Regions from separate parts of the Salvelinus alpinus genome. Here region 1 is linked to region 2. A link is a contact called in public Hi-C data. All regions are on one chromosome and are shown on one strand. The core of a region is the stretch at or near the end of the contact, and the rest is flanking DNA. Distances in the headings are between cores, read along the strand shown. Region 1 holds the start of LOC139558413 (serine/threonine-protein kinase pdik1l-like). Region 2 holds the start of LOC139558458 (nuclear receptor subfamily 1 group D member 2-like).

Region 1 (3,257 bases), core at 492-2,991, 150 kb before region 2:
TGGGCTGTGGCAGCGGATCTTCTTCACGGCCATCCGGGCTCCAGTGCGTTTCACCACCGCCTCGTACACCACACCATAGCTGCCACGCCCCACCTCCTGGATCAGCTCATACTTCGGCTGGCTGCTCACCATCCTCTTCCTCACTGTGCTGGGAGAGGTGGTGGGGTTAATGGGTTACCACTGATTATTGTTGAGCGTTAGGTGAGGTCAGCAGCACAGCAGAACAGAATGTAACACTTATGCCTCTTACCTACTGAATAGTCTCCCAACCAGGGGGGTTAATCTGTCATATGTGAGTTGACAGACCCCTCCTCCTTAGCACGTCAAAACCCATAGCTATAGGCCTAGGTTAGTCTAAGTATTTTGAGGAAAACAAACTACCTAGCTAAGTGACCATGTCAAATGCATGACAACAAAAACGTTAGTGTTCGCATTTTAGCAAGTCAAATCAGGACAGTTAGCTACCCACAAGAGAGCAAATGTGAAACCCTCAGAGGCCAAAGCTTGCTAAATGTAAACAAATCAACTGTGCCCCTCACCCTCTGACCTGTACGTGCACACTAACGAATGGCTGGCAGCTGACACATTTTGAAAGGGGAAAATGTACGTTCGTCAGCGGACTGCCCAAATATGTAAGAATAAATCTAAATATATGTAAGAATAAAACTAAATATAATCAAATAGTAATACGTTTAATTAGCTAAGCTCTTGAGAGGAATTGGTTAGCTAATACGGAAGCGAAACTGTTTTTTAGGTAGCTAACTTAACAGTAACTAACGTTAGCTAACTAGGAAGCCAAGGGAAGAAAATGGTGGCTAAAAATGCAATAGCTTATTAGCTAGAATCATTGCTGTATAACGTTACATGTAGCTGTCACCACATGGGGGGGGGGGGGGGTGTAGACAAATTCGTTTGCTTAGCAGCTTACGTAAACTACCTAGCTAGCTTGTTCAAATCGTGTACACGTATATTGTCCTCTATGAGCCGAGACAAAATTAGCACATTCGGCTAACTAACTAGTTCCACACACCTGCGCACATCACCAAGCATTCATGTCGCACGAGCAGACAAAAGAACTGGCTTCTTCTGAAGACGAGGAAAGGAAATAAAGAGCAGCTAGCTATATATCTAGCAAGCTACACATTTACCTGTTTTCGTCTTCTCTCAAGGATTCATTTGTTGTTGTCTTTCTCACTTTCTATGGCAGCCATTAGCCACCACTCAGCCAAACACGTTGTCGCGCAGATAGACAAGTTCTGTGAGCGTGCTGAGCAAATCTGTAGCTCAAGTTCCCCATCAACAGCGCGCGCCCGCTTGCTTGACTCGCTACTAAAACAACACAGACAGTGTGCTCTGTAGAAGCGAAAGTGGGAAATACTGCCCCCCCTTTAAGCAACCCTCTCTAGCTGAAAGAGAAAATAACAATTGTGCCCCCGTTCATTGCATAGTTTTACATTCATGCCAATGGATTATTGCCCTGACAACTCCCTCCCAAAGTATACAGTCACGGTGCCTCTCGCTTTCATTACACCAGTAAAACGAGGAATAACATTTCTTCTTCCGTGCAGAAATAACATTTATTTTCAATACATTTTTAAATTCGGTACACGCACTGAGCAACGTTCTTTCGCCGAGATTGACCGGGGTGAGTCGTTTCTGAGAGGATAGTAACGACATCACACTGACATCAAAGAAATAGGTTGTCTTGGAAAACGATGAAATTCAAAATTTGTCTCATTTTTGTATAACCATCTTAAATTAGTGCAATTATTGTTTGTAAAATTGTATTGGTTTTCCGGCAACCCCCCTGAATGACATATTTAGTTTGCTCCAATGACACCATGTAGGTTGTACCATTATATTTTACATAACACAGACTATACGTTAATTATCTTGAATGAAATGACGCTCTGAAAGATACATTTAGCTCAACCATTATTTTAGGTAGTGGGCAGTATCAACAAAGAACGGTATGATGTATTTTATCTTGATCAACACGGTTTGCAGAAAATGTAACTCCCCTATCACAATATCTGTTTGGAGCATGCTCTTAAAGGGACAGCACCATGGACAGCACCATCACAGAGTTCTAAACCTAGAGGTGCAACAATGGCGAGACTTCCGGTAACGGTAGTTAAACAGAGCAAACAGACCAGGCCTGTGTTTGGGGTTTGAGTAGTCAATGAGAGAAGGGAAAATTCTTCCTTAGTTGTTAATTTTCTCGAAATCTAAAGACACAACCTAGATTCGAGCCAATGTATTAAGTAGTTGAACTTGTTCTTACTCCAACCTAGTGAAAGTGGCAAACTGATACGTTTTAATTTGTTCAAAAATAACTTTATATCGAAGGAGTGCCCATGATTTGACGGTTTGAACATGCGCAGTTCGGCGCAAGACCACGGTTAGCCGCGATGACGTGCTTCTACGCATGCGCTTAGCTAGCCAACGTCGCCATGACATCGCCTACTACAAGTGTGATCAGGGATTTCTATTGGAGAAGCCGTTTTAGCCTATCTCCATACTGTAATGTCTTTGGTACCATAATGTGGGTGAAAGAAGATGTGCACAATGTTGCAACAAAGTATTAATAAACTTGCTATTAGAAAGAAACATTGTCTCCTGAAACGTTTCTTTGTTACTTTGTAAAACAACTTTAAAGTCTCTAGGCACTAGACTACCAACCCATTAATCAAATATAGGCCTAGCATTGCATCACATTTAATTTTAAATTTTTTAAATATAACCTTTATTTAACTAGGCAAGTCAGTTAAGAACACATTCTTATTTACAATGACGGCCTACCCTGGCCAAACCTGGACGATGCTGGACCAATTGTGCGCCGCCCTATGGGACTCCCAATCACAGCCGGATGTGATAGAGCCTGGATGTATCATGTTCAGTTTGTCACATGTTCAGTTTGTCAGGAACTGTAGCCTAAAAAGAGACAGCCTCACCAGCAGTGTATCATATTGACATTTGTTTATTAACAGGTGAGTCAATGATGCACATGTCAACACTACTATGCGTTGTTCGCAACTCAGTTGGCAATAAAGCTTGGTACATGATTTGTCAAAGTGAGCTATAGGCCTACTGTATCACATTCTGTGGTTGGTGATAACAGTCAACATAGCTACATTCTTTGGTCTAATAAACAGCAAAGCAGAGAAATCAAGTAACACACAATATCAGGCCTATTGTTTGTTTTGTGCTTCATTTATAACCCCTATACATTGAATACTGACATATAGGCCTAATTG
Region 2 (3,555 bases), core at 553-3,052:
ACATTTTGCCCTCGTTCCTGAGTAAAGAAACAAGCTGTTACCTGTGTGTGTGTGTGTCATTCTGCATGTGTCTGCCCTCATGTTGCCTCCCCTCTCTGTGGCCTCTGCCTCACCTCTTGGACAAGAGGACCACTTTTCTCCTAACATACCCTATCTGGGGCCACAGTGAGAGTGTAGGTTACCGAAGAGACTGTTAGAAGAATTGTTACAGTATCAAAACAGTTTTACTGAAAATAGGGTCTGTGGGTCTATGAGATAACCTTCATCAGCTAATGTCACTTTCTGTGAATTTTTAAGCACTTATGTAAAAAATAAAATAAAAAGCACATAAAGTCTTCATAATTAATCAAGGCTGTGTTAACTGACTGATATTAGCTCAAAGAACAAAACGTATAAGATCTAAACCTGTGTTAATCTCAAACCTTATTTTCGCCATTTATCCCAAACTATTCTTTCCCAATTCATTTTCCCCATAGGAAAGGCTGAACCAGAGGTACCTCATTTCCGGGTTTAGGACTACAAGCTGGTATGCTCTATTACGCACATTAAATTGTTGAATTCTTTTTAATAATGAAAATAATTTGAAAAAATATATGTTTTATATTGGACTGTGTGAAGAAGCCTTTGCTGCCAATGTGAGAATGCATTTTATAATATAATAATAATATATGCCATTTAGAATATATATAAACTGCTTGATATATTTATTACATTCTTAAAATCCTGAGAGCTCAATATATGTGGGAAAAATCTTGTTATAGTAATTTCTGATTTTATGCTTCAGTGTATTCAATATGTTGGAGAAATGTTATCATGTTTCTTGATGCTATACGATATACTACTGGAACCCATCAGCAATATATGTTCACCTACGACTGCATGGCCATGATCGTGCCAACTCAATCTTTACGTTTGCAGACGACACTACAATGGTAGGCTTGATTACCAACAACGACGAGACAGCCTACGAGGAGGAGGTGAGGCCCCTCGGAGTGTGGTGTCGGGAAAATAACCTCTCACTCAATGTCAGCAAAACAAAAGAGATGATCGTGGACTTCAGGAAACATCAAAGGGAGCAGCCCCATATCCACGGGACAACAGCGGAGAAGGTGGAAAGTTTTAAGTTCCTCGGTGTACATATCAACGACAAACTGAAACGGTACACGTACACATACAGTGTGGTGAAGAAGGCGCAATAGCAATAGCAATAGCGCCTCTTCACCCTCAGGAGGCTGAAAAAATATGGCTTGTCACCGAAAACCCTCATTTAACTTTTACAGGTGCACAATTGAGAGCATCCTGTTGGGCTGTATCACCGCCTGGTTAGGCAACTGCACCGCCCACAACCACAGAGGGTGGTGCGGTCTGCACAACGCATCACAGGGGCCAAACTACCTGCCCTCCAGGACACCTACAACACCCGATGTCACAGGAAGGAAAAAAAGGTAATCAAGGACAATAACCACCCGAGCCACTACCTGTTCACCCCACTTCCATCCAGAAGGCGAGGTCAGTACAGGTGCATCAAAGCTGGGATAGCCCCCCCACCCACACTTTGAACTGTAAAAAGTGTGTCAGTGGGTTACGTTGGGCTTGTTCATTTTGCATGGTCCGGTGCCCGGGTGGGAGGAGTCTTTTTTAAATTCCAGACCATTCCATTGGTCCTTAAGCGAAATCGCCAGTCCCCCGGGGAACCGGGCCATGCTAAACTAACTTGCCCATTGACACCAGCGCTAGGCTAGGGAAGGAGGAGCCGCTGTAATGGGTCACGTGGTAGCATAGCAGTTTGAGTCGAGAGCTCTAATCGAAACAGTCATTCAACGAATCTCTCTGGCAGAGGATAACTTTCTACTCCTTGCTATCGTTTCCTTCAAGAAAATACATATTTTTATGCTATACATATGCTTAGGCCTATCTTTAGCCTACAGAAAAAAACATCAGACGGACAGCTTTTTGGAGCGCTCTACGGGAAAAAAAAGATACGGAATTACGAACGTTCGATTCATTCTGAAGCGAAAAAATTGGCTACAATCTTTGGTTTGATTCGGGGCGTTTTTATAAACAAAACGAATACATTTGAATTTATGTGATTAGTTTTGACATATGGTTGTAGTCAAATATCACGGTGCGAAATAAGTCTGATTGGCAACAGTAGCTGTTGCGCTATAGATGTAATCTACGGAACTAGTAGGCCTAAATGCGTTTGCCGACTATTTTTTTGAATGCTTCAATTCATTGATCTGTAGTATCAACCAGCGACTGAAAAAATTGCTGAAAACAAGCTAACACGTCATCAGACTTCAGGTTGCAAGAAGGGGATTTCATTCCGAGGACATGGAATCTACAAAAGCAGGTAAAATCATTTTATGCTCAATACATTTATAAAGATCTATTTGTAGGCCTATAGCATATTTTAGTGTCTAAACAATAACTGTTTGTGACATTGCATCTTGATAGTATTTCATTTGTTTTTTGTGACCTAGATGATTGTTACAACTTCAAGTCTACTTGTCAGTATCGTGATTTTAAAGGGTTGCGTGATGTTCTGAATCAAAACATAAGTAAATGGTTTGCAATAACCTGCTCATTAATGTCCGATCTTTCTTACTGTAATCAGCCTTAATTCAAACTGGGTTAAAGTTGGTTAGGAGTGCCAGTGAGTGTATTATTTCAGAATCAATAGGCTGGGACAGTGTTGCAGGTTCCTTTTCTCACATGGACCTGTCGCTAGCCATGTGCGACTGTGTATACGCTCTCTCTGATTGGTTGAGGAGCGCTGTGATGTATAAACGTCTGTCTTTAAACGCTCCCCTTGCGCTCTCTGGTTGGTGAAGAAGCGATGTGACGTTAACATTGCATAATTCTGCCAAAGATCCTGCCCTGCGAGCTGGTGTAGATACACGTGAAACTGCATGCAGTTATAGGGCTGCAGCAATGTAAACTGACCCAGTTTTCATAGTTTGTTGGTGATGATGAAGTTTTTCATATAGTGATTGGCCAACATGTGCATATAGTTTACATATGGTTATTTTGCAAAGAACCAAACGGCGTTCCATAGTTTTCTACCACTGGGTATTTCGAGAATGCCTGTTCCACGTGGGAGTGCGTTCCAAAAAGTAACGTCATCAGTGAGTCAAGTAAATTATAGTTGATCATTCGGCCAAGAATTTCACAACCTAGTATACTATCCATTATGTAAGTGACTCTTATATGGGATTGCTATGGTTTTTATGCTTTATGAACGGTGAAAAACTGGGGTAAAGTTGGTTTTATATTCGGACACTCAACAGACATTAGCCAAAAGCCATTTAAAATGGTAAAAATCAATAACTAATTCATTGATTGTCACAGAAACATAAAAATAGATATGGTTTATTCTATAAATATCTAGCATACTTTTACAACCTTTGCTTTTAATAAAACATCCAGTTTTGATTTGATGGAAATATGTCATCTTTCAAATGCAATTTAAAGCTGTATAAATCAATAACTAATTCACCGTTTCTATCAAATCAAAACTGGAATTTGTATTTAAAAAAGGTTGTAAAAGTATGC

What was found. Hi-C and Micro-C count contacts between places; a contact is called where the count stands out from the background.
Region 1: a Hi-C map of red muscle shows a contact between it and region 2, with 4 times the contacts expected there. The contact joins the promoter of LOC139558413 here to the promoter of LOC139558458 in region 2. A contact is called at or near these places in 2 of 3 Hi-C or Micro-C datasets (muscle and red muscle).

Annotation. Positions count from the first base shown.
Region 1 is chr29:30,222,098-30,225,354 of SLU_Salpinus.1, reverse strand. It overlaps LOC139558413 (serine/threonine-protein kinase pdik1l-like), which reads right to left and starts at 1,741. Exons shown (of 3, transcript XM_071373525.1): 1 at 1,149-1,741; 2 at 1-143. The coding sequence starts at 132. It overlaps LOC139558412 (protein lin-28 homolog A-like), which reads right to left. Exons shown (of 4, transcript XM_071373523.1): 4 at 2,963-3,257.
Region 2 is chr29:30,074,625-30,078,179 of SLU_Salpinus.1, reverse strand. LOC139558458 (nuclear receptor subfamily 1 group D member 2-like) reads left to right here and starts at 1,802. Exons shown (of 8, transcript XM_071373595.1): 1 at 1,802-2,353. The coding sequence starts at 2,335.